Linked DNA regions of Mus musculus: regions 1, 2, 3, 4, 5 and 6 are each linked to region 7. The links are chromatin contacts, called in public HiCAR-type, HiChIP or PLAC-seq and promoter capture Hi-C maps. All regions are on one chromosome and are shown on one strand. Each heading gives the region's core, a stretch centred on a gene start, on an enhancer-like site or on the middle of the called end of the contact. The rest is flanking DNA. Distances are from core to core; before and after follow the strand shown. Region 1 overlaps Rapgef1 (Rap guanine nucleotide exchange factor (GEF) 1). Region 2 holds the start of Mrps2 (mitochondrial ribosomal protein S2). Region 3 holds the start of Slc27a4 (solute carrier family 27 (fatty acid transporter), member 4). Region 4 holds the start of Ralgds (ral guanine nucleotide dissociation stimulator). Region 5 overlaps Rapgef1 (Rap guanine nucleotide exchange factor (GEF) 1). Region 6 holds the start of Gtf3c5 (general transcription factor IIIC, polypeptide 5). Region 7 holds the start of Setx (senataxin).

The links. Promoter capture Hi-C pulls out the DNA fragments that hold promoters and counts their contacts. HiCAR-type assays count read pairs that join an accessible place to other places. HiChIP or PLAC-seq counts read pairs in DNA pulled down with a chosen protein or histone mark. Capture Hi-C pulls out chosen DNA fragments and counts their contacts.
Region 1: a promoter capture Hi-C map of the HPC-7 cell line shows a contact between it and region 7, with 2.2 times the contacts expected there. The contact joins the enhancer-like site here to the promoter of Setx in region 7. A contact is called at or near these places in 6 of 39 promoter capture datasets (the 3T3-L1 cell line, 3T3-L1-derived adipocytes, the HPC-7 cell line and 3 more), 3 of 115 datasets of contacts at active chromatin or transcription factors (embryonic basal ganglia, large pre-B cells and pancreatic cancer cells) and 1 of 9 other capture datasets (pancreatic islet).
Region 2: an H3K4me3 HiChIP or PLAC-seq map of bone marrow-derived macrophages shows a contact between it and region 7, with 4 times the contacts expected there. The contact joins the promoter of Mrps2 here to the promoter of Setx in region 7. A contact is called at or near these places in 1 of 39 promoter capture datasets (the C10 cell line) and 1 of 115 datasets of contacts at active chromatin or transcription factors (bone marrow-derived macrophages).
Region 3: a HiCAR-type map of astrocytes shows a contact between it and region 7, with 2.4 times the contacts expected there. The contact joins the promoter of Slc27a4 here to the promoter of Setx in region 7. A contact is called at or near these places in 5 of 39 promoter capture datasets (the C10 cell line, the SN4741 cell line, cranial neural crest and 2 more) and 5 of 115 datasets of contacts at active chromatin or transcription factors (the NIH/3T3 cell line, astrocytes, embryonic forebrain and 2 more).
Region 4: a promoter capture Hi-C map of pancreatic islet shows a contact between it and region 7. The contact joins the promoter of Ralgds here to the promoter of Setx in region 7. A contact is called at or near these places in 2 of 39 promoter capture datasets (liver and pre-B cells), 1 of 484 Hi-C or Micro-C datasets (muscle stem cells), 4 of 115 datasets of contacts at active chromatin or transcription factors (CD8 T cells, memory CD8 T cells, pancreatic cancer cells and 1 more) and 1 of 9 other capture datasets (pancreatic islet).
Region 5: an H3K27ac HiChIP or PLAC-seq map of extraembryonic endoderm stem cells shows a contact between it and region 7. The contact joins the enhancer-like site here to the promoter of Setx in region 7. A contact is called at or near these places in 4 of 39 promoter capture datasets (the 3T3-L1 cell line, cranial neural crest, hippocampal neurons and 1 more), 8 of 115 datasets of contacts at active chromatin or transcription factors (astrocytes, bone marrow-derived macrophages, cardiomyocytes and 5 more) and 2 of 9 other capture datasets (adipose tissue and pancreatic islet).
Region 6: a promoter capture Hi-C map of pre-B cells shows a contact between it and region 7, with 3 times the contacts expected there. The contact joins the promoter of Gtf3c5 here to the promoter of Setx in region 7. A contact is called at or near these places in 9 of 39 promoter capture datasets (the HPC-7 cell line, cranial neural crest, erythroid cells and 4 more), 5 of 484 Hi-C or Micro-C datasets (Th1 cells, embryonic stem cells, pre-B cells and 1 more), 1 of 115 datasets of contacts at active chromatin or transcription factors (extraembryonic endoderm stem cells) and 1 of 9 other capture datasets (liver).

The regions. Positions count from the first base shown.
Region 1 is chr2:29,738,284-29,740,983 of GRCm38.p6, forward strand. It overlaps Rapgef1 (Rap guanine nucleotide exchange factor (GEF) 1), which reads left to right. Exons shown (of 26, transcript NM_001039087.1): 26 at 1-2,080. Gm13420 (predicted gene 13420) reads right to left here. Exons shown (of 4, transcript NM_001370923.1): 4 at 2,698-2,700. Among named protein-coding and RNA genes, the nearest start is that of Gm13420, 12 kb to the right of the region's middle. Within about 2 kb of position 1,343, at least 83 of the 459 cell types and tissues checked have an H3K27ac peak or open chromatin away from gene starts, as enhancers often do. A contact at or near this core is called in the HPC-7 cell line, liver and pancreatic islet, where this site is marked.
Region 2 is chr2:28,466,805-28,469,504 of GRCm38.p6, forward strand. Mrps2 (mitochondrial ribosomal protein S2) reads left to right here and starts at 1,262. Exons shown (of 4, transcript NM_080452.3): 1 at 1,262-1,338; 2 at 1,439-1,555; 3 at 2,017-2,146; 4 at 2,619-2,700. The coding sequence starts at 1,296.
Region 3 is chr2:29,801,270-29,803,969 of GRCm38.p6, forward strand. Slc27a4 (solute carrier family 27 (fatty acid transporter), member 4) reads left to right here and starts at 1,365. Exons shown (of 13, transcript NM_011989.5): 1 at 1,365-1,691.
Region 4 is chr2:28,532,094-28,534,793 of GRCm38.p6, forward strand. It overlaps Ralgds (ral guanine nucleotide dissociation stimulator), which reads left to right and starts at 1,371. Exons shown (of 18, transcript NM_001145835.1): 1 at 1,371-1,640. The coding sequence starts at 1,458.
Region 5 is chr2:29,710,636-29,713,335 of GRCm38.p6, forward strand. All of the region lies in intron 12 of Rapgef1 (Rap guanine nucleotide exchange factor (GEF) 1), which reads left to right. Among named protein-coding and RNA genes, the nearest start is that of Gm13420, 40 kb to the right of the region's middle. Within about 2 kb of position 1,411, at least 70 of the 459 cell types and tissues checked have an H3K27ac peak or open chromatin away from gene starts, as enhancers often do. A contact at or near this core is called in extraembryonic endoderm stem cells and trophoblast stem cells, where this site is marked.
Region 6 is chr2:28,581,856-28,584,555 of GRCm38.p6, forward strand. Gtf3c5 (general transcription factor IIIC, polypeptide 5) reads right to left here and starts at 1,424. Exons shown (of 12, transcript NM_148928.3): 1 at 970-1,424. The coding sequence starts at 1,122.
Region 7 is chr2:29,123,702-29,126,401 of GRCm38.p6, forward strand. Setx (senataxin) reads left to right here and starts at 1,291. Exons shown (of 26, transcript NM_198033.2): 1 at 1,291-1,848; 2 at 2,151-2,262.

The DNA.
Region 1 (2,700 bases), core at 93-2,592, 610 kb after region 7:
TTTCTGTTTTCTGTCAGTGCTCCCTCCTGTTCCCTCCTCTCCCCTGCAGCTGGAGAGCAGCAGACACCTGAGCAGCAGACCAGGGGAATGGCGGGCTTCACTGTCCCCAGGCCACCCTAGCCTCCTTAAGTGGCAGATAAGTAGGGGCCCCAGGACCCTTGGGTAGACTGCCCTCCGGGACCCTGGAGCCAGGGGAGCTATGGCTGGGAGACAGAAGAAGGTAGAAAGGGACCACGCAGGCATCTTGTGCTGCCCACTTCCTGCTTTTTAAACATGGAGGGAGAGGCATGTCAACCTGGCCCAGAAAGTATGGTGGGTGGTAGGCAAGAGCCACAGAGCTGACACTTCTCACAGCAGTGGCCCCAGCTCTGTCCTGCCATGCACGGCCACTAACCAAGGCACCTGCTGGGCTGACAGCAGCAGCACCAGTAGCACCTGTCGCCCACCACTGGTCCAGCCCCAGCCCCAGCCCCAGCCCCAGCCCACATCACCGGTACTCTGGGGATCGGGAAGAGGAGGCAGAAGGGACAGTTCATGCTGAGCTGGGGCCAAGACTGTGCTTCAGAGAGTGAATAAGGATCTTCAGTGACCTAGGGAGAGGCAAGCAGCCCCTCCGTGCTTGCTGTGTGCCTTAAATGCCATCTCCTGTTCCTTCCAGGCCTGTGGGCTTCCCTCCTATTTTGCCCCACCCCCCGCAGCCAGCAGGTTCCTAGTCCCCGTTTGCTCTCTGGGAGTGTCTGTTCCCAAGAAGTCTAAGCAGGCCTAGGACGTGAGGGCCTCCAGAGGTTTCCTGATTCCAGACAGGTGGCAGAGCCACCCCCTGCTGCTGAGGTTGACAATCTGTTCAGGGCTCAGGGCTAGGATCTCCCTGGGCATGGCCCTGTGGCCACCACTGTGGGCTAAATGGCAGGGTGCAGTTCAGAATCCAGAGGTGCTGCTGGCCCTGCACCATACCTCCAATTAGCTTTGCATGGACAAGCTCCCTTTTCTTCTGGTCGTGGGGCTTGGTCAAACGAATACCAGGATCTCTGCTTCCTCAACCAGTCCGCAGAGCAGAAGAAAAGACAGCAGCAGCTGCTGGCCGGGTACTCGTTTGAAACAACTGTCACTCTGAACCCTCCTGGGTTTCGGGGTTTGTTTTTTTAGCAGCTTTTATCAAATAAGAACTGTGGGCCCCTCTTCTGTTTATTTGTGCTGTAAATAGAGAGGGGACATCTGTAAACAGCCCCTTGGTCAGCTCCCTCTGGTGGCAGCCGGAATTGGATTGTTTAAGGAGTGTGTGTGTGGAGTCCGGCTTGTGAGCAGTCATGTGGGTCTTTGGTTTGTTCCTCTTTTACAGGTCCTTTCATTTCAGTCTTTGCCCCTGCTTCCTGTCCTTCACCAGCTCTAAGTGCTGCTGTGTGCAAGTGGGGAACACTGCACATGAGGTCCTTCCTCCCAGCGCTGTAGAGGCCCCTGCAGCCTCCCTGTGTAGCACAGGCCTACCTGAGGCCTAGCCTACTGGTGCTGCAGCCAACAGAGTGGGTCTATGGTCTATGTCTACTGGTTCCCAAGCATGAGCTGGGCAGAAAGGAGGGCTTACCTTCTAGACCCAGAATCACCAGGCCCTCCTATGATCCTGGGAGCCTTAGGCAGACTAAGTCAAGAGCCAGGACAGCTCTGGAGTTTCCGTGTGGGGATATCGAGGTGCGATGTGTGGGTTTAACTTATTAGCCAGCAGGCTTCCCCAGTCACCTGCCTCTGGCTGCGACTGAGCCCAGTGTTCAGGCAGCCTGGCTTCCACATGTCTGTTTCTTAGTGGTGGGGTCTGGGAGAGCTGTGAAGATTCGTCTTTGTATACATACTAAGCAACATGGACAGTTGGGTTCCCAGCAGAGGCCAGCCATTACCTGTGGGTAAGGCAAGCAAACACCGGATCTGGCTGGCCCTTAAGCCGAGACACCTGTTCCATGCCTCCCAGTGTGGCACTGTAATATAAACCCCCCACTAACCTGTCTGACAGTGCATCTTCCTACAGACAGAACAAGCGCGCAACTTTTATATGAAAGAAAAATAAACAGACAAAAGCCCATCTGATGCCATGTCTGTGTCCAGGCCTTCTGTATCTGCATCGGGCCAGTCCCTGCTGTTTGTGACCTAGGTGGAGGGGAGGGGTACGGTGGGGCCTGAGGGCTCTGGTAGGCATTGGGAACCCATGTGCAGGAGAGAGCTGACTCCTGCAAATGGTATGCTGATGGCCACACACAGATTCACACAGGAAGGATAGAAATAAATGCACAAGCACCATCCACACCCAGGAGTCATGCCACCCCACCCTGTGAGAGTGGCTTTAAAACTCTGCCTTCACTGTGCTCCTGAGGGTCATTCATTCCTCTGTCTTTCCGAATACAAGTGCTGAGGAAGACCAAGTGATTTTCAGACCCATGGATGTCCTCAGACCCTGGGAATGAAGTACCACACCCAGGAGGTCACAGCCAGCACCTGACTCTACAGAGCTGGAGTCAGGCTGGAGGGATGGCTCAGCGGTTAAGAACACTGGCTGCTCTTGCAGAAGACCTGGGTTCAATTCTCAGCACCTACAATTTCTAACTCCAGTTACAAATCTGATGCCCTCTTCTGCTGGGGACATATACCTTCCTTGTCTCAAAAAAAAAAAAAAAAAAAAAAAAAGAATAAAATAATGTATTAAAGTCAATATAG
Region 2 (2,700 bases), core at 12-2,511, 660 kb before region 7:
ATAGTTCAGCATTAATGACGTGCTAGCGCAATGCCAGGAGGCAGATCTCTGAGTTCGAGGCCAGCCTGATTTAAAAAGAGAGTACTAGACCAGTCAGGAGTATATAGTGAAACCCTGTCTTAACAACAATAATAAAAATAAATAGTAATTTTAAAACAAACAATAAAAAATTACTTAGGGCACAGTGTGGTGGTGTGCACCAATAATTCCAACACCCAGGGGACAGAGGCAGTCAGATCTCTATGAATGTCTGGCCAGTCAGGGAGATTGTTGTTGTTGTTGTTGCTGTCATCGTCGTCGTCATCATTGTCAATGTCATCGTTGTTGTCGTCATAGTTTAATGTAATTTGGGGATGGAGAGATGGCTCAGCAATTTAGGGCATTCATTGCTCTTGTAGGGAACCTGGATTCAACTCCCAGAGCCTACAAGGTGACTCATAAACACTTTTAACTCTAGTTCCTGGAGGTCAGACACCTGCTCTCCACAGGGACAAGGCACTCACAAGGTACACATACATACATGTAGGCAAAAAATAAGTAAAACTAAAACAAATGTTAAAAAATAAAAAAAATGCATGCTGGAGCGACGACTCAGCAGTTAAGAGCACTGACTGCTCTTCCACAGGTCCTGAGTTCAATTTCCAGCAACCACATGGTGGCTCACGACCATCTGTAATGGGATCTGATGCCCTCTTCTGGTGTGTCTGAAGATAGTCACAGTGTATTCATATACATAAAATAAATAGTTTTTTTTAATGCACTTATAAAACAAACAATAAACGGGGCGGTGGTAGGGCATGCCTTCAATCTCAGCTCTCCAGAGGCAGAGGCGGGTTGCTCTCTGAGTTCAAGCCAACCTGGTCTACATAGCGAATACCATGACAGTCAAGGCTCAAGGCTACGGAGAAACCGGGTCTCAGGAAAAACAAAACAAAACAAAACAAAAACAAAAACAAAAACAACAACAAAAAAAAACAGCAACCCTAAAAACAACCTCTAAAAACCAATTTGAACAAGAGGGTCGCCTCCTCCAGAGGATGCTGTAATTTTATCGAGAGGAACGAGCTGTGGGTGAGAGGTCGCTCATTCTAGCTCAGCCCCACGTCCCAGCTGAGTGCAGACCACTGGTCACAGTGCCAACTCGCCCATTTACAAGGATGCGGGCGCAGCGAGCGGTGCACAGCGGAGAGGGTCCTCCGGGCCAGCAAGCGGCGCTGCGACCCCGCGCGCTCAGAGGAGGAGGCGCTCTGCCGGGCAGGAAGAGTCTCTGCAGGATCTCTGTCCACGCGCCCGCCATGGCGCCCGCTCCGGCCGTGCTGACCCGGCTGCTGTGTGCAGGTGAGCGCGGTGAATCTCGGAGATGGGGGGAACCCGGGGATCCGAGAGGGGAGGACAGGGACGAGGGTTGGACGCGCCCCCACCGGCTCTTTCCCCGCAGGTGTGCGGCGCTGGCCAGGTTTCCTGCAGAAGGCGATCCCGGGCCCTGCGGAGCAGAATGGTAGGAAGGTCACGGGAGCCCCGGTCCCCGCAGTCAGCGAGCCCCAGGATGGCGACGGTAAAGATCAGCGGGTGGAGCTGGGCCGGGGCGCGGAATCGTGGAGAGGTTGTCATTGCAGGGTCCCCAAAGGAACCCAGTACCAATCTAAGTGTGGTGGGAGGGAGATAGAACCCCTGTGGCCTGGTAGCTCTCGAAACCCGTGAAGACTTACTTTTGTATCTGTCCATCTTGCTGGTCTTCTGGAGGGGCGTTTAAGGCACCCGAAGTCAACGAGGCCCCTGGTTCGTTTTCCTCTTACATCTGTGGAGATTAAGGGAAGAGGACTTGGCCAGGTTTTCCCCGCACACAGTCACTTTAGACCTTGACACTAGTCCCTCGGTGTTGCAAAAATGCCCCTGTGTCTTCCAGATCTTTCCTGGCGTTTCCTCACAGCTTTGAGTTTCCCACTCCCAGGAGACTGGTGAGTCTTTGGTTGGTTGGTGATGGGCCACAGTGTCTGCCCTTACTCTCTTTTTCAGATTTCCAGAGCAGGATCCTAGATACGCCATTACAGCATTCGGATTTCTTCAATGTCAAGGAGCTGTTTTCTGTGAAGAGCCTCTTCGAGGCCCGAGTACACCTGGGACATAAAGCTGGTTGCCGCCATAGGTAGTTGGCACAGGCCGTGTGGGCAGAGTGGTGGAGTTGGGTCAGGGTTGGAAGTGGGGGCAGGGTGGGGGTGTCTGCGGCAACACCAAGTGCAGTGCTAGTATTGATGCTGGTTCACAGACAGGGTGAAAACTGAGGGTCATGGCAGGCGGGGGAGCCCGGTGGAGAGGACCTGCTGTATAGAACAGAAGTGGCCCTAGAGAGTTAAACTGGGCAGAGCACCTTGGTTGGGTTCATGTTTATCTGCAGTTGGTTCTCAAATCTCCACAGGGAGAAGGTGGGACAGGTTGAGCCACAAACCTGATTGTCTGTGCGCAAGTCCACACCTGTGTCCCCAGCCCATCACTCCCTAGGCAGGAGTAGTGGGAGTTGGTAAATGTAAGAGCCTGGGTGGCTGGTAGGTAGGTGGCTGTGGAAGGGGCAGGGCAGCTCCACGCACACGGGTCCGTTTACCCTGGGGGTTTTTTGGCAGGTTTATGGAGCCGTACATCTTTGGGAACCGCCTGGGCCAAGATATCATCGATCTGGATCAGACAGCCTTGAATCTCCAACTG
Region 3 (2,700 bases), core at 115-2,614, 680 kb after region 7:
TGTCCTGGAACTCACTATGTAGACCAGGCTGGCCTCGAACTCAGAGATTCATTTGCCTTTGCCTCCCGAGTGCTGGGGTTAAAGGTGTGTGCCACCACCACCGCTGTGCTTGATCCCCTAAAGCCCACCTTTAATCCATAAGAAGGCACAGATTTGGAACTCTCTGCTGAGAACATGATTCTCTTGTTGGTCTGTGATGCACATGTCTATGAACATGGGGCACCTGCTATTATAGCCCTAGAGACATCCTTTAGCTTACTATCCAGCCTCTCCAATGGATGCAATCCTGAGCAGGTCCAGACCATCTTCATACCAAAATGTCATCTGTAATCCCTATAAACAGACCTTGAAGGTTGCCCCTTCCCCCCTTAAGAACTTGACTAGGTTGAGTCATTGAAGGGGCTATTTAAGAACAGAGGCAGTAATAGGCACGTTGCATAGTCACCCCAGAACTTTTCAGAGGCTCTCAATCCAACGGCTGTGAGTCTAGACCCTTGCCCACAGCCTGACAAAGCTCACAGTTTACAAAGGAACCAGTGTTCGGGAGTGTTATCAGTCAGGGTTAAAGTTAGTTACACAGGCTTTAAATCCTGACCTTTGAGGAGATCCCCTGAAGCTACTCCTCCTGGCTCTTCAGTTCTTTTTGAACCTTGCAAAGGTACTGAAAACTGTAAAAGTCCTGAGGGAACAATCATACTCAGCTGTGGTGAATGACCATTCCAGAATGGTCTAGAAGCCCAATGCCCTGTGTATTCTGCCAGAATCCAGCTTTTTTTTTTTTTCAGCAAGTGGTATTGAACATTTGCTAAATTCTATTTCAAGACAAATGTAGTAGTTAATGTCTGTAATGCCAGCGCTCTGGGCTGAAGTAGATTAACTACAGCAAGATCCAGGGCAAAGTTACTACCCTGTTTCAAAAAACAAACAGGACTGACAAGGTGGATCAGGAAAAGGTGCCTGTTCCCAAGACTGAGGGCCAAGCCTAGTAACCTTAGTATGATCCCTGGAGCCCATGGTGTAAGAACAGAACCAACTCCCACGAGTTGTCCTCTGACCACACAGGGTCTTTGGCATATGTATCTACACATACACAAATAAGCAAACAAATGTAAATAATAATAATAAGTTAAACAAATTCTACTTGGGCCTTAGCTTCTGGCTATGTATTCTCAAATGGTCTGTGGGCGGGTTTATGCTACCTGGATCCCCTGGTCCAGGAAATGGCAGAGAGGAACGACCCAAGGAGCACTGCCTGACCAGGGCAACTTCAGCAGCCTGAACAAGCTAGACTACTAGGACTACAACTCCCAGCATGCCGTGCGGCTCAGCCTACCACTCCCAGCGGGCCGGGCGGCTGCGGAGGCAGTGGTGCGCGCAGGGCTGGAGGGGCTGGGCGGTGTCGGGCGCGCTGGGGCTGGGTTGCGCTGAGGTGCACGGACTCAGAAGCTCGCCCTCTGCGGGGACGGCACAGAAGGCGGTGCTGCCGGCTGGCACAGCCGGTGCGGGTGCGGGAGGCGGGTGGGGGTGGAGCGGGGCAGAGGTACAGACCCTACAAGGACGAGGAGTGGGCCAGACGCACCGAGGCTCGGCTGTGTGTGCCCCGGGGCGGCCGATGCCCCCAGCGCACCGCACTCCGCTGCCGCAACCGGGCCGCATCCTGACGGGGCGCCGCGCCGCGCAGCCGCAGCCGGGTGAGCTAAGGCGGGGACGGCGGCTTTCTGAGCGGGGAAAATGTGCCAGGCCGAGCAGGGGGAGACGGCGGTGCCGGCTCGGACTGAGGGGCGCGCCCTCCTTCTCCCAACCCCGAGAACGCTCTGATGTCCTGGCTATCTAGAGGCAATCGGTCCGTGGCGCCCCTCCTGTCCTGTCTCCTCTCTCAGCGGTCTTGGACCGGCTCCTAGCTTGCTTTTTGACTGCCTCTGTCAGAGAGCTAAGGATCTTAGCGATCCTGCGGTAGTCCTCCCACCCATTGCTTTATGCTTTTCTCCAGAAGGCAGTCTCATAAGGGATTCCCTGTGTTCCAGGCCGTGGTCCTCCGCCTAGCTTGGAGATATTCAGGCTACTTCATATCTTTGACCTTCCTCTCTTCCCAAGAAAAGCAATCCATTAGCAGTCCTCTTGACTAAATCCATAAAGAAGAGGGAATAGAGCGTGGGCCTTAATCTCTGCCCTGGGCTTCAACACAGCCTTTCCCCTTCTCAGCCCTAGTCCTCAAAGATCCATCTGAATGTGTGGGTACTTCCAAATCCTTTTCCTGTCCAACAATCACCTCTTTCCACCCTACCCCTGGGCTGTCACCTCTCAGGCCCCTCCTGCCTCTAAGCCATTTGCTGGCTCGCCCTCTATGGACCGGTAGAGGCACAACGCTACCTTGAGTCTGTGGGCCAGAGACTGTGCAGGGCTCCCTTCCCAGGAAGCTGCCCTTTTTGGTGTTGTCATTTCCAGAACCTCCTGGAGTCCCTAGGAGAGACACTTCTATCAGCACCTGTCTCCCGGCCATCTGGTTAGGTTGCTTGAATATCGGTGAATGGACTGTCCTGTTTGGGTTAGAAAGGTTCTAAGAACAAGTCTTACTAGCCCAATGCATAGAGCAAGGTGCTATGGCCTGAAGTAGGAAAGGGGCTAGCACAAGGTCACTTGACAAGGTGGTCAAAGATAGAACCAGAAGCTAGATCATCCTCTTGTTTCTTAACCCCAGAG
Region 4 (2,700 bases), core at 121-2,620, 590 kb before region 7:
CCTGTGGGGTCTAGGGCAGCAGGCAGGAACATGGGGACACTTATATTGGTGAAAGGGGGTCAGAGTAAAAAGGCTTGAGCTGTTGGCCTATGGGAGTGAGGAGCTTGTCTGTCTGTCTGTCTGTCTGTCTGTGTGGCTTTATGTCTCTGTGTATCTGCCTACACATATGTGTGTCTGTGTTTCTGTGTCTGTGCATGTGATATCCATGAACAGACTTCCCAGGAGGGAAATGCAGAGCGAGACAGGAAAGGAACTTGATAAAACAGGTGGACAGCAACCAGAAAAGCAGAGTAGATGATGGAACCTCACCTCTGCCACCGTCCATCCCTGCAATTAGTGTGTCTGGAGGCAGCCTGCCTGCCGACGGCCTGCCCGCAGGGTTGACGCCTGGGGACTAAGTATCAGAGAGAAGTGGCCCTTAGAAAAAGAAAGCCAGAATAGGAGAGAGCAGCAGGGTCAGGAAACAAAGCTGAGCTGCTGCCGGGTCCTTGGCCCAGGAATGGGGCTGGGGAAAAGCCTACAGAATGTGTGGGAGCCACTGCCTTCCTGTGATATACCCCCACACGCCTGGACTTCCTGGAGATAGGGCAGAGCCCGGGCTTCTGAGCAGCCTTAGGGGATCTCCACACCTAGCCAAATCTGCCTATCTTTTTCTTAAATCATATTCACTGGAGCCTGTTCATAAAAATACTTTCTGACAATTAAAAATTTCAAAGAAAATTTAGGCCTTGTGGCGGGAGAGATGGCCCAGCATTCACAGTTTGTTCCCCTCAGGCATCAGCGTCTACCATGTCTGCAATGTACACACATGCATGGCAAATAACAGTACACATACAATAAAATAAACAAGCCTTTAAAAGTACGCCACCTCACCTAGTGGTAACCAGCATTGCTTTTGCATAGTAGGTTTGTCTAGTTTGTGCATGACTGTGGTGACTGGAGCTGAGGCTGGAAGCATCCCTCTCCCAATGGAGCTTGGACTGGATGCCAACGCCCTGTGGACACTGAGCCCAATCAATCCTCAGGGTCACCCTTCCCCATACTCTAATATATGAGCACATAGTCAGTGACCTCATTGACATCCTCCCAGTCACACTCTTGGAGGAAGTCATTTTCATTACCCATACTTTCCAGGTGAAGAAACTGAGGCTACAGAGCTAGGGGGTGTTGTAACTGGAATTCCCGGGAAGTGGATCTGATTTCAGCAAAACAGCATCACGGGCCGCCCACACAATACATAGACTGTGTATGCAAGCGCTGTCCACCAGGCCTGCCAACTAGAGGAGGCCCACGCCCCCTCTGAAACCACTCCCCCAGCAGCCCACGCCCCCAGCTGACATCAGCGAGGCCCGGCCTCTGGCGCAGAGCGCAGGCAGCGCGGAGCCGCGCCGGCCCTGCGCCCCGCGCTGCCCCGGGTCTCGCGGCCCGCCGGCCACCCGCGCCACCGTGAGTCGTCCATGGTGCAGCGCATGTGGGCTGAGGCGGCCGGGCCCATAGGGGGCACCGAGCCGTTGTTTCCCGGTTCCCGGCGCAGCCGCAGCGTGTGGGACGCCGTGCGCCTGGAGGTGGGCGTCCCCGACAGCTGCCCAGTGGTGCTGCACAGCTTCACGCAGCTCGACCCTGATCTGCCGCGCCTGGAGGTGGGTGAGCCCAACGTCCTTTGCAGCATTGTGTGTGGCTGGGGGGTTCCTTCCTCAGAAGTCCCCCTGCTGTATCAGCCCTGGGGCAGCCAGTTGGGCATTACAGCTTCCAGCACACCCTCAGCAGTAGGTGGGGAATCAGAGCTGAATTCCCGTGCCCCCTCAATTCATCCCAGTACCTGCTCCCACTCATCACAGGTGTGACAACCCCAATTACTGCAGTCAGTCAAACCTTTAAGCCCCTCCATGCTGTCACTATTTACACGCCTGTGGTGTGTGAATGCTCCAACCACGAGGGCCTATCCTCATTTCAAACCCTTGTCAATGGGGCGCGTGACACGAGGAGGCCACAATATAGTGGGCCAGCAAGTGGTTGTGGTGGCACAGCCCTAAACTCCCCAGAGGTGAGTGGGACCTCAGGGGCCTTTGAATACCCATCACTGAGTCAGACATAGGTCTAATGACCCGGGAACATCGAGGCTGTTCAGAGGAGGCAGTGGCAGGAAGGGAGTGGGATGGGCTGGAAGATTCAGAGACCATGCCCTTATGTGTGGGTGGTGGGAATAGTGAATGTGGGTAGGAGCTTGTTTCTAGTGTCCTGGGCAGGGACACCCAGCAGTGCCCTCTTCCTTTCACCTTAGTGTACACCTGCCACCATGCCCCAGGGGTAGTGGAATCCCAAGGCAGCCCTGCATCCTGCTCTGCCTAGAGAAGGCTCAGACAAAGCATACTCGGGAACTTCTGGTCATGGGGCCCCCAGGCCTAGGAGGCCTCTTGTGCTTGGCAGGTGTCCCAAGCCAGGCTGCTCATTCACCCAGTGGTCTCATCCTGGAGGCGGCTGGGGAGGGACTCCGGGGAGCTTGGTGGTGGGCGGCCCACCACCAGCCCTGCACTCATCTGGCTTTCATTATGTCTGGCAGAGTCTCCGGCTTTGTGTGCTGGAAGGGCCTAGCCTGATCACTCCTGGAGGGGGGTGTCAAGCTTCTCTCTGACTCTGTCTGGCTACATCCCTAAGGACCCTTTGTGGCAGGGCTGTTGAAAGGTTCTGTTCCTGCATGGG
Region 5 (2,700 bases), core at 161-2,660, 590 kb after region 7:
AATGGTGTCAGCGTTTGGAAGCTGATCATGGGATGGATCTCTGGATATGGCAATCACTAGATGGTCCATCCTTTCGTCACACTTCCAAATTTTGTCACTGTAACTCCTTCCATGGGTGTTTTGTTTCCTATTCTAAGAAGGAGCAAAGTGTCCACACTGTGGTCTTCGTTCTCTTGAGTTTAATGTGTTTAGCAAATTGTATCTTATATCTTGGGTATCCTAAGTTTCTGGGCTAATATCCACCCATTATGGGTGGGTGGGTATGGGGGACTTTTGCTATAGCATTGGAAATGTAAATGAGCTAAATACCTAATAAAAAATGGAAAAAAAAAGGGGGGGGGGACAACCCTTATCTAGGAAGCAGGACAGAGAGGAGCAGGTAACCCGATGGGGCTGGGTGGTGGTTGGGTGCTTTTGCTTACCCCACAGCCCCGAGGCCCTGTGGCTTAAAGCAGTAGCCCTTTGTTTGTGCTCGGGACTCAAGTTAGGAGGATGGTATATGAATCTGCCCAGGCAAGCATCTTTGGGAGCTAGGACAGTTGGGCTATTTTGTCACCAGTGTCAGGCTGGTCTAGGTTTGTTGTTGTAGCAGCTGGCAGGCAACAAATGGAAAAGTGTCAGGTGTCCTGACTCAGGGTCAACGTGACAGCCACTCAGTGGGACCACAAGGATCACTGTTTGGGGGGGGGGGGAACCCTGCTCCTGAGGGGAGGACTGCCTGCCACTGACACAGGACAATGGAGAGGGCTACATCAGTCTGTAGACAGCTCAGTAGTGACACAAAAGGAGGCCTGGCTTTCTGGACTCTGCATTTGCCCCAGAGCCAAAGCAGCCACCTTTATTCCTGTGATCCCAACTGAGGCCCAGAGGGAAAAGAATGGAGCCAAGTTCACTCCCTGGAAGCAGCTCGGGCTCAGGTACTGACTTCTCCCTGGGCCTCGGAGTCTTCTTGAGGTCACAGTGTGATTGAGGGAATTGAATCAAGCCATGGGAAGGAAGCACCATATGCGTGGGAAGCAGAGAAGCTGGCACTGCACTGCTGCTTCTCCTGTGCTCGGGAGCGTGGCACTGACTTCAGCCACCCGGGAAAGGCTTGGGTAGGGGACCAGCTTGGCACTTGTCTGATGTCCACCTTTGTCTAGGGTTTGCAGTTCAGTGCCCAGGACCTTCAGGAGAACCTTGTAAGGGTGGAGCCTCCCTTCTCGTGGCTCTCCGCAGTGCTGGGTATATGGGACAGTCTGAGTCACCTCTGCCCTACCACACAGATCACCTCTTCCCCAGAAGGCACCTCTAGCAAGCTCCCTCCACGGACCTTGCAAAGCTTGGTTTCAGGCAGTCCTGGTCCTTGACTGTTAATACACACAAACACACACACCCCTAGGAATTTCTCCTCATTCCTTCTGAGCTGTTAGCAGAGGACTGTGGATGAACTGGGCTGTATGCTATAGAATTGCAGACAAGGGCGTTTCCTTAGGTTTGGGTCTGAGTGTGTCACTTCTGTGGAATGTTGAGGCATCTTACGTTTGTGACTCTGTATTCTTAGCTCCAGCTCCAGGAAAGAATCCCTGCTAAAAGGATAGGATATTTCAGTGAAAGGAAAGAGTCTCCGGAACCGTGCTTGCAGTGTGTGTCAGCTGATAGGTCGAACCCCATGCCGTGATTTAGTGTCTTGCCAGCTCTACACAGTCTCTGGGTAATTCTAAGAGGAGCTTAGACATGGGATTCCACAGTGCGATCAGAATAGGAGTGGGTTAGCTGTAAGGATGAAAAGGGAGGATCACATACAATCAGTAGGGACAGTCAGATAAGCTGAGGGACTGGCTAAAGCAAGGTGTGAGTGACACCCCGAGCTACTCGAGCCTTCGGATGCTGTACCAGGCACTTCTTCCTGTTCTTTCCAGGTTCTGCCGCCCTGTGGGCTGCTTGGGGTGTCTTCATTATCGCCCAGTTCTGGAACTGCACCTCTTTCCTCCCAGCTCCCCACACCTGTGTCCCAGCTGTCCTGAACAATATGAGTTGGGTCGATATGTACACTGCCCTTGAGCAGTAGTGACAGCATCCAGACTCTTGATGGTCACAAGGGTGGTCACTCCCTGTGTATACTGTGGAGTGGGCGGTAGAGAACCGCCTCTCCCATCCCCTAGAGTGTCCTGGGCAGCCTTTCTTTACTAGCACCCATTCCACCCATTCCAAATGCTGCCACCAAGAGACCTGTTGGGATGCTGGATAAGCAAAATAGCTAGCTGATTCCACTTTTAGAGGGTATGTTTAAGTGCCTGTAACGATGCTTATGACTTAAAACAAAAATCTTTGAAATATGAAAGCTAAATGTAGCCTGGTTGTGGTAATGTTCGCCTTTAATCCTAGTATTCCAGAGGAAAAGGCAGGTAGCTCTCTATGAGCTCAAGCCAGCATGGTCTGCAGAGCAAGTTCTAGGACACCCGGGGCTGGCTACACAGAGAAACCCTGTCTTGAATCCCTCACCCACCCACCCCTACCAAAAAAAGAAAGCTAAGTGTCCATCGCCATGGACCCCAGTGTTTGAAAAGGGCTGTACAGCAGCTGCTATCTCGTTCTGGGCCCAGACAATCCTTTCTTTCTCTGAGCTGCTAGATCCAGGCTTTGAGGCATCACACATGTGCCCTTCAGAAGACCTAGGTCTCATATAAACATTTGGCTTCTGTGCTGTGGCCAGAAATG
Region 6 (2,700 bases), core at 174-2,673, 540 kb before region 7:
TAAAATGGGGAATCTGTACAGATATTAGTACAGAGGTAAACAAGAGAGATCCTAGCTCGGTTTACAGCCCCAGGGCCAAGTAATAAATGTAATACATGAACAGGTAATACATGTATCAAACTGAAATCTGAGTGGAATTATCAACGGAAGGAGCCAGAATCTGCTTATGCTAAGATGTTCAGGGAAATCATTTCTAAAGAAACAATTCCAAGATTCCACAGAGCATCACTTTAGGTCCACTACTTGTTGTGTGGTTATGTGGCCTGTTTACTTGTAAAATGCAGATGTTGTCAGTTCCGGCCCTGGGGATTGAAAGGACTGTGGCATGTTAAAAAATAAATAAATAAAAATTAAAAAATGCCGGCCCGTGGTGGCGCACGCCTTTAATCCCAGCACTCGGGAGGCAGAGGCAGGCGGATTTCTAGTTCGAGGCCAGCCTGGTCTACAGAGTTCCAGTACAGCCAGGGCTGTAAGAGAAACCCTGTCTCAGGAAAAAAAAAAAAAAAAAGCCGGGCAGTGGTGGCACACGCCTTTAATCCCAGCACTTGGGAAGCAGAGGCAGGCGGATTTCTGAGTTCGAGGTCAGCCTGGGCTACACAGAGAAACCCTGTCTCGAAAAAACCAAGGGGGGGCGGGAGAGCACTTTGTACGTGCTAACCACATAATACAACGCCGGCGAATTGTGTCACTTTTAGTTTCAACTACAGGTGGTGGAAAAGTTCTCTTTCCTCCCGTGCCTCGGTTTTCTGCCGAGAGCAATAAGGTCAGAGCAGCTCACTGTCCTGGGATAGATGCCAAGCATGCTACTCACATTTGGGGACAGAAAGAAAATACCGCCTAGTTCACAACAGGTCCTAGAGCTTGCCTAAACTCTCCGTTGCCACGGAAACCGCTCTCCCGCCCGGTGGTCCCGCCCATTCAGTAGACACGATTCCTTTCCCGCGGTCCCGGAGTTTCCCAGCTCCTTACTCGAGAGACGCTTTCCTCGCCGCCCAGGGTCTGTAGCATCTTGGCCTCGTTACGTACTACGCCCGGGTACTCCACGCACACCAAGCGCCGTTCCCGCCGCAGGTCCACAGGGATGGCGGCCTTCGGGTCCGCATCCGGCTCCGCCGCCGCCATGCCTACTAGTCTGGTTCCAGCCCGCCGCGGTCCGTTCTCAAATGGCTCCGCGAGGCCTCACCTCAAAGGTTCCGCGAAGGAATTGTTCCGGTCCTCCTTACCTTTCTCGTCTCCTTAAATCATGGAGACTCGAAGGCCTCCAGGAAGAAGTGCGTCGCCGCAACTGTTTATTTTGCTACACCACACAGAACTGGGGGCTTTTTAATTTAAAATGAAGAGGGTTGGACAAAGGGGCGAGACGAGGGCGTATCCCACCAGCCGACCCAACCAAGACAAGCCAGGATTCGACCGGGTTTTTCCGGATATCCCGTCCAATGAGAGCTTGAAGACGTGCCCCAGGCGTCCTCTGGCCCGCCTCTCATCCCTGAGCTGGTTTTCGGCTGTCAAAGAAAAAGCAGTCCACTGAGTCCTCTTAGCCTTGCTCCTGTGTGCATGTATTTAGGGCTGAGTGCAACTGTAAATTAACAAATTGATAACTTCTTATCATCACACCTCTGTGAGTTTAATACACAAGCTTCAAAGCCTTTGTTGTCATCTTGCAGAGATGACAGTAAAATATTAGATGCACATCGCATCCCATATTAGGATGTACGCACAGCATGCTTAGCAAAATTTGCAACATAGGCTACTCACCTGTTGGTTCTGTGAGGGTCTGATTAGATAGGTAAGTCTGCTGAACTCGGTGCTTCTACCTCTGAATGAGAAGAAGTTCGGTTCCTGAACCTACAAAGCTGCTTCTAAGCTACATGGAGCCTCGGTAAACCCCTCATCCAATGTAGCAACACTCTCAATATTCAGCTGTCATCTCTTCTCCTTATGATATAAACATGATCTTAGAAAGCGATCTCACGTTGTTCCTGTTCTCAGCGGGACCCTCACCCCTCTTTCCCCCCACCACCTAGCTGTCAGCTTCTCTTCATCACTTAGGTTTATGTATAGGCTTTATCTCCCCTGGGGATCCACCATGATAACCTAAACCTAGTCTGCTGATTTCCTTGGTGCACTCGGCACTCAGACGCACACATCGGGGAGCACAGCCTTATTTGCTTAATGCTGGCCTTGCTTTACTGTGTTGGCAGCTTCCTAAAGGTAAGTATTGCTTTGCTGCGGACCTCTCAGACCTGAACACGGGGGTAGACACAGAGTATACATTCACTAAAGATGTTGTGAGCCAGTGAATGAATGAGGCGACACTTTCATGACTCATTCAATCCAGGCCTAGATCGACACGTGGCCACAGAACACTGAATCAATCTCATTCTAGAGAGGCATGTCCGTATGTGAACAGGAACCACGGAGAAGGGCAGGAGGGGAGACAAAGACAAGGACCAACCTGAGGTCCTCAGGCCAAGCTTCTGAGAGAAAGAGACTTGGTCCTGCCTGGGATCCAAGCCAGATCTGGCGCACAGACCCTCACAAACAAAAACTTACCTATCTAATCAGACCCTTCAGACTGGAAGCTGAGAAGAGCCAAAAGGATCAGGCAGCTAATGAAAGCAGTGTCCACACATTTAGCATTTAGGAAATGCAGTCTCCTGCATGCCTGGGTCTGTGGGGAGTGGATGATGAATCAGAAAG
Region 7 (2,700 bases), core at 41-2,540:
TACACTCAAGAGTAACTTAGCATTTATGTCCTTTCACGAATAAAGCATGGTATATTGCTGAAGTCTGAAATCTGGGTTACGAATTCTGCCAGGATCTGTATCATCAGGGACAAGGAACTGCGGGTAGTTTCTATCATTTCCCCTCATTTCTGAAAATTTCAGTTAGCTATCAAGAGTCTTGTTTAAAAAAAAACTATCATAAATGTGTTACTTTAAAAACCATGCATACATATAGTGCTTCTAGTTTGAAACCACTTTCTGCAACTTTGATTTTGATAGAAACCTTTGACGAAATGAAAAAAAAGGGGGGGGGGAGAAAATAACGGTCAGCTTCAACTGCCGCTTCCTGATTGGCTAAAGCCCCTCTAACGGTCATCTGCTGCCTTATAAACCACACCCCCTTTTCTGGAACGTTCCTTAGAGCTTTACCCTCGTGCTTCAGGCGCTGGCTTCTCATTCTGCGTTAAGGTTCTCCAGGGTAGGAAGGTCTCTGACCCACCTGCCACCTCTAAGAGCCTTGTTCTTTTCTGTGGCGTTGGCAATGGAACCCAGTGTTACAGTGTGACAGGTGAGTGCTCCTGAGTTACTTTCTTGCACACTTTCCTTTAAAAAAAAAAAAAAAAGGAAAAAAAAAAAAAGAAAAAGAAAGAATGTTAACTTTTAATTTTTGGTTAATTTAGGCCTCCAAATCGCTGACCTCCAGGTCTGGAGTTGAAACCTCATCACACCCTTTCCTTTTTAAAAAAAAGAATTATTTTAATTTTAAAATTTTGGTGAATGTAATGTAGGCCTCGAAATCGCTTTCTGTACGAGGCTGGCCTTTGGGCCTGGATGCGCTGGCTTTAAGCCTTCTGAGTACAGGGACCACAGGCTGCCGGGCTTGTAAAGTGATTTGTTTTTTTCCTAAATTCCGTTTTTGAGGAGGAGAGGTTTTGGGCCACCCAACTGTCCTTTGGGAAATCTGACATGACTGTGTTCCATTATCGGAGCCTGTTCTGGGTCGGAAACGGGCAGAGCCCTCGACTTGGGGCGCCCTTGCAGAATCACGCACACATTTTATTGTTTAGGTTTCGGACGGAAACGTGACAGACGTCGCGGACGTTGGGGAGCGGAAGAGCCCAAAGGGAACCAGCAGGTAAGCATCTCCCCGAAGAGGGTCGGGGAAGGGGCGGGGTGAGAAAGGGGGCGGGACGAGGAAAGGGGCGGGGACAGGCTCCTCGGCTAATTTACCGCTCCTTTGGACGGGAGTCCTTGATTGGTCGGACTTACCCCCCTCGTTCCGGAAGTGACGCCACTCAGCGGTCAGGCCGGTTGTTCCCCGCTGCTGCACTTTCCACCTCCCGTCCGCCCCCATGGTCCGCCCCCTTGGTGTACCACAACAAGCCGGCTCTGGCGGGGGCGGGCTGAGGGCGGGGTCCGCTCTCGCGGCAGCGGCGGGTTGGGCGTTGGGCGTCGCCTTGCCCTTCCGTCTGCTGTTCTAGCGGGGGGCATGGAGGTGGGTTAGCGCGCTGCAGCCGGGCCTAGCCGGGGTGAGACGCGCCGCGGACAAGCCGCGAGCGGGCGAACGAGCAGGAGAGGAGAGCGCGTGCGCGGTGAGGGGCGCGCGGCTTACTGCCGTTGGGAACTTGCGCGCGGCCTGCGGGAGCGGGCGCCTGCTGTGACCCTTCTGGAGAGCTGCGTTTGGTGAGAGCGGCGGCTTGCCGCTGCTACCAAGGGCGGGCAGCGCTTGGTGTTTCCTGCAAGCGAGGCCCGCCCCCGGATCTCTGCTGTTCTGGCATCAGCACCGCCGGCCCTGGGCAACGATGTACAGCGAGGACCCTTAGCTTCGGGGCGAGGGAGGCCTCCCGGGTAAGGATCCGACCCTCTGTCCTGGCGTCGCTTCCGCATGGGCACCCGGACGCCCTCCCCGCCGTACCAGGCGTTGCGGTGTGGACAGCCTCCCGTACGCCCACAGCGGATGTGATCAAGTGCCTATTTGGCCCCTGGAGGAGAACAGTCCCTAGGGAAGTTGGGGGGGGGGATCAGTGTTAAGCCGTTCCCCCCAGTAGTGTGTGGATCTAACCTGACCTAGGTAACTCATTAGATGACACAAGGCCCAGGTGAGATGCATAATGTAAGGGACATTTTATCAGTTTTTATTTTAATTTCAGAAATGTTCTTTTTGGGGGCCAAAGTGTGAATCTGTCTGAATGCAGAGCCACATCTCACAGATAAGCCCAGCAATCACAAAGAGCATCACTTCTCTGTAGGACCTTGGTCAAGGTAATTGTCTTATTAAACAATAACTTCTTTTTTAGTTATTTGATAAGTACTAGAGTTAAAAATGTGGCATAGATCCATACCTTGACATGCCCTCTTCTGGTGTGTCTGAAGATAGCTACACTGTACTCATATAAATAAAACAAATCTTTAATTTTTTTTTTAAAATAAGTCTAATGTGTGCAGTAACCTCTGGCAGCATTTTGTTAGGAATTTTTGGAGGTAGGTCAGGTGAGGCAGAGAGATTAGACTTAGTAATTCGGGCAAATGATGAAAGAATAGGAAGACTCAAGAAAGGAGGAGTGCTAGACTCAGATGCAGCAGAGGAGAGGGACAAGGTGATCCTGAGGTTACTGCTCTAGAGATGGAGTTGGTGTCAGCACTCTCAATGGAGCACTTAGTGAAATATTTATTTTTTTAATAATTTACTTTTTATGCATA